Linked DNA regions of Triticum aestivum: region 1 is linked to region 2. A link is a contact called in public Hi-C data. All regions are on one chromosome and are shown on one strand. The core of a region is the stretch at or near the end of the contact, and the rest is flanking DNA. Distances in the headings are between cores, read along the strand shown.

Region 1 (2,709 bases), core at 27-2,526, 540 kb after region 2:
AAGGCCTTCAAAAAAAATCTTCAGAGTTTTCTCCAAGGGTGGGGGTGCTACCCCTGCTACCACATAGCTCCACTATTGAGCTCTATAGTTCCATTTTCTCTTGTTATAATCGAATCTGGGGACACATGTTAATTTATTCCGGTAACTCTTTTACTCCAATTTGTAGGGCTCTTTCTTTTGTCTTGACAGTGATTTTTCACGATGCTACTTCTTAACTCGCCATCCCTCCTTCAGGTACAACAACAATTGTTTAAGGTGTAAAAGTTCACCGGAACTATTATGCATACAATACTTTCTCGTTTTGTAGATATATGATCTAAAATATAATGCTCTTGCACTTTGGCTACATGCATAAATGGTTTGATCTGATTTGTTGTATAAGGATTGGATGGAAAATTTCATATGTACATTAGAGCTCAAGGTACACACATGCCCTCTTCCCCTTTCTGTGAAGAGATGACCACTGGATCAGTAAGTTGGATACTTTTTTACTGTTACCATTCACTATTTATGAAACTACACTCTCATTTCCTCCCATAATCATAAGTGGCTAGGGCAAATTTTTCCCTCCAGACTTCATCAGCGAGCTTGTAAATTCGCCTTCATTCTGCCTGCCGCTCCAGCGCTCGGTGGCGAGGAGAGAAATCCCGGTGCTTCCGCTCCGGTTAGTAGTTTAGGTTAGGTTTTTTTAGTCCTGTAGGTCCGACACCCGGACGGATGGCGGCGTTTCTTCTTCGAGTTTGTCTTCCGGGCTTCTATCCTCCTCGGGTTCGTCCGCTGGGACGTAGTTGACGGAGCTCCGACATAGATTCCTTAGGGCAGAGAGGTTAGAGTTTCTCGTCTTTGGAATAGGTGCTTCGATTCTATGCAAGAGTTCAAAGGCGACGACCGTGCTCCAAAACGCTGGTCCTTGAGGGCACGTGCATGAAGATTTTTTGACTATCATCGACAAAGTCAAGCGGGCTACGGTAGGCGAGCGGTGACAGTTGTGCGTCGGCGGCTCGTTCTGCTGTAGTAGTGCTTGTTCGGTGGTCTAAGAACCTCGATGTAATTTTTATTATGTTTAAGATGCTTTGTACTTTGAGTGAACTTTTATAATAAATCTAATCCTTTAAAAAAATACACATAGTAGTAAAACAAAGATAAAAGAACGGTGATGATATCCAATACGGAGTAACTCTGTAATTTACTGCAAAAACAACCATTTCGGACCACTGGCATTTACGTATTTATTTAAGAAAAATCCAAGCAACGTTTGCTCCTGTTTCTCCAATCCCAGCCCACCACGGAATCCCATTCCCGATTCCTTCTTCCCCAACTCCTCGCCCCCGCAACCTCCCCCCTTCCGCCTCCTCCTCCCCTCCTCCTCCACCCGTGCGCCTCGCTGGGGCCTAGGGTTTGCTCCCGCCCTCCACCGCCGGGACGACCACGGGCGCGCAGGACCCCACCGCCTCGGATGCTATGCTGCTAGGCTGCAGGTCCCTCTCCTCCTGGGTGCGCCGCCTCGTCGCCTGCATGGGGTGCGTGTCTTCCCTCACTCTCCCCCCCATTTCGTCCGTACTTGCCGTAACCTGATGCGACGGCAGCGAGCTCGATCGGGTTTAGGGATTAGGGCTCGCGCTGTGCCCCCCACCTGGAGGCCAATAGGATTAGTGGATGCGAGGTTCTCCCCTTTTTGTCCCCGGTTCCATGTGCAACCGCGATGCTGTTTCCCGGTTCTGATTCTTGCTGCTTGCGCATAAATAGACACGGTTCGGCCGCTCTATAAACATTTAGATGCCGATGTCCCTTTGCAGAGGCTAGGCGGTCCTTGAATCCATCGTTTCCAACTTTCCATAGTAGGAGCTGCTCCATGTGATGGTACCTGATTCTTGTATAATGTCCATGACTTATTTTTGGTATAAGAGACACTTTTTGCCTGACCTTGAAACTAACCTTTGTAATCTTTTACCAAAATGCTCTGTCTTATGATTTCCGAGCCCGTGGAATGACGGTTGTTGTGCGGTCCAATGTCAAAAGCTGTCAAGAAACATATACTCGTTACTTTATAGCTTTTCGCTGGTTGTTCTGCCACATGACTTATCTCAGACTCTCGAATACGTGAAGCTAATCGTTCACTGGTCAATACTGTTTTGCTACAGAGCAGAAGTTGCCTTGGATGCTGTGGCTGTGCTAAGCCTGCTCCGATAATAGCGGTCGATGAGCCTTCAAAAGGTTTGAGGATCCAAGGCCGCTCAGTAAGGAAGACAAACTTGTCTGAGGGCTTCTGGAGCACGAGCGCACACGGGATTGGAAACAGCGCGCTACAATCGCAGAGGAGCATGTCTTCAATCAGTACAGCGCCGCAATCCAGCGATCAGCATGGAGCTGGAAGTAGCAGCAACCCAAACGAGTTTGTAAATCAAGGTATACAGCATGCACCTAAGATTAATCTGTGTGCCATGGCACCTGTTCCATTTCCATTCTATTTTTTCATTCCATCGTACTAGTGTGATTTACTGTCAAATAAATGCAAGTGCACAGCTGATTATTGGAGCTCTGTCATCCATGTCCTTATATGCAGGTTTAATTAGAACATGAAATGACTTTCATCCAGAGTTTGTAGCAGCTGTAGTTTTAGACCTACGTGCAAAACCATGCTTACAGTTACTAATGCACACTGGGGCTTCTAACGTCTCTGATTAAAACAGTCTTAGAATTTAGTTGATG
Region 2 (2,700 bases), core at 140-2,639:
TTCTTTTTTCCTTTCCCTTTTTTTACATTTTCTTCTTCTTCACTTTTTTGACTATTTTGGCATTTTCTTATTTCTACTTCATTAACAAATGTTTTGTTCATTGAATTCAAAAAATGTTCAATGATGCAAAAAAATGTTCAACAATCCATAAAATGTTCATCCAATTCAATTTTTTGTTCATCAGACTGAAAAGATGTTCATAAAAATTCAAAAGTTCTTCATAACACTAAAAAGCTGTTCATCAGTTTCTTTATTTTCATTGAATTTTTTGTTTGTTAGATTCAAAAAATGTTCATCACATTCAAAATTTGTTCACTGAATTAAAAATTTGTTCATCAGTTTTTCAGAAAAAGTGTTCATCAAACGCAAATTTTGTTCATAATTATTTTCATTTTTTTCTCTAATACAATTTTTTTCTTCAAATTAAAAAAATATTCATCAAATTCCAAATTTGTTCATCATTGTTCAAAATATGTTAATCAAATTCATAAAATTGTTCATTGCTTTGGAATCATGAACATTGTTTACAAATTTGTGAACATTCTTCGAATTCACGAACATTTTTTTGAACCATGAAAAGTATCTTAAATTCAAAACACCTTTTTATAACCACGAACATTTTTTGCAATTTCCTGAATATTTCGCGAATGCTTGAACTTTTTTTGAAATCATGAACATTTTTGTAAATTCGTGAACATTTTTTAAAATTCATGAACATTTTTCACAAATTCATGAACATTTTTTGAATTCCCGAGCATCTTTCTAAAATAATAGTTTTTTAAGAAATCGTGATTGTTTTTTTCAAAATTAGCAACTTTTCCCGAAATTTAGAAGCTGCTGATATCCTGAATTATTGAAAAAAAAGAAAAAAATGCAAAGGAAAAGACAAAAGAAAAAACAGGCGGCGTGCAGGCCCCGGCCGCACATGGGCCGGCCCAGAAGGGCGTGAAGGCGGGCGCGGGGGGTGTGCGCCCGCTGCGTTTTCAGTGCGTGGTGCGCCATATAGGAGCTCCCCTGCTTACGTAGCTGACTAGAGGTCTCAATGACGGGCATCTTCGAAGAGAAGAAAAAGAAAAGAAACACGCGTTACGACTTACTGCATGGTTTCTTCATAACATATGGCCCGACATGTAAACAACCATAATAAGAGGCAAATGCATGACCGGAGTGGAAGCTCTTTCTCTTTGTTAGTCAGTACTGGGCGCCCTGTTTCTTTTTGAGAATCACAGTGCCACTTTATAGCATAAGATCAATGCTTTACACGGATACATGAGGGATCAGGTCGGGTATCGAGCCAAACTTGTTGGCCATTATTAAGGGATGTGTCCGTACGTACTAGCCTATGTGCCTCCCCATTGCACTTGCGCTGCTCTGTGTCTTGGGAATTCGTATTTGCCGCTCGTTGCGGCAAGTAGTCGGGGCGACGTACAGGGCTAGATTGACATGGGCCGGCCCGTTCAAACGTTTGAGAGATTTCGGTTTTCGGAATCGTCTGGTTCCCAGCATTTTTTTTTCTGGTTTTGGGAACCTTCTAAGAGGTTCCTGAACCGACTTTTCCATTCCCCTTTTCTTCTTCTTTTTTTGCTTCTTCTCTTTTAGTTTTTAAAATTTTCTTTTGTTTTTCTGTTTTATTTTATTTTATTTTGTCTTTCTGTTTTTTCTTTTTCATGTTTCGTTTGTTTGAAAATTTCAAATTTTTATTTGGAATTTTGTAACATGTGCTGGTTTTCAAAATTTGCTCCCAATTTCAAAAAATGTTCTGGTCTCCAATTTTTTCCACAATTTCAAAAAATGTTCGTGTTTAAAAAAAGTTCAATAATTTCAAAAAAATGTTTTCGTTTCAATTTTTGTTATGTTCATGTTTTAAAAAAATGTTATCTTTTCCTAAATCTGTTCAGAATGTCATTCATAAAATGTTCATGTTTCATAAAATGTACAGGAATTTCAAAATATATTCTCATTACCAAATTTGTTCATAATTTCAAAAAATGTTTTTTGTTTTCTAAAAAATTCACAAGGTCAGAAAATGTTCGATTTTTTCAAAATTGTTCACGTTTTAGAGAACTGTTAGTTTTTCCAAAAAATATTCGTGTTTTTCTAAATTCAGATTACAAAAGTTGTTCACATTTTTTTCAGAAAAAAAGCTTGGAATAGCAACAAATATTTGCGGCATTTCATATTGTTCGTAATTTTCAAGAAGTGTTTCTATTTTTTCCCAAAATCTCAAGCCGTCTGTATGATGCTATAGAGTTTGCGCCTTAATGTTCAGCATTAGCTTTCTGGTGTAGTGGCAAACTTGTCTCGGTCTGCAATCTGGTGTGAGCGAGATCATGTGAACAAATGCTAGCGTCGCGTACTTGTTTTCCGATTTTTTTTAGGTCGCGTGATACAGGAAACACAAGCGGCTTTTGCATCAGTGGGCCGGCCCGGTCTTGCGTCGCCCGTGTGCGTCGAGCTCTTGTTTAACACAAAATGCATTGTATAGGAGGTCCCCTGTGTGTCGCATTTTTTTGAGACAACTTCGTGAAGCTTTTTATTTAACTCGTCACAATGTTTATAGGGACGAAAGATAGATTACCTGGGTTGCCCAGCCACACACGGCGGCCAACACCAAGTGAGAGAGCATGCTTCGCTAAATTGTGAGCCTCGACATTCGAGCTCCTAAACTGGCTAAAAAAGCAATTGACAAAAACTTTTGAA

The links. Hi-C and Micro-C count contacts between places; a contact is called where the count stands out from the background.
Region 1: a contact with region 2 is called in a Hi-C map of an unstated tissue, with 8 times the contacts expected there. The contact joins the promoter of LOC123157433 here to the enhancer-like site in region 2. A contact is called at or near these places in 3 of 5 Hi-C or Micro-C datasets (leaf and an unstated tissue).

The regions. Positions count from the first base shown.
Region 1 is chr7B:514,188,631-514,191,339 of IWGSC CS RefSeq v2.1, forward strand. LOC123157433 reads left to right here and starts at 1,277. Exons shown (of 5, transcript XM_044575715.1): 1 at 1,277-1,520; 2 at 2,147-2,406. The coding sequence starts at 1,462.
Region 2 is chr7B:513,648,357-513,651,056 of IWGSC CS RefSeq v2.1, forward strand. No RefSeq gene overlaps it. Among protein-coding and RNA genes, the nearest start is that of LOC123157239, 40 kb to the left of the region's middle. Within about 2 kb of position 1,390, at least 2 of the 8 cell types and tissues checked have an H3K27ac peak or open chromatin away from gene starts, as enhancers often do.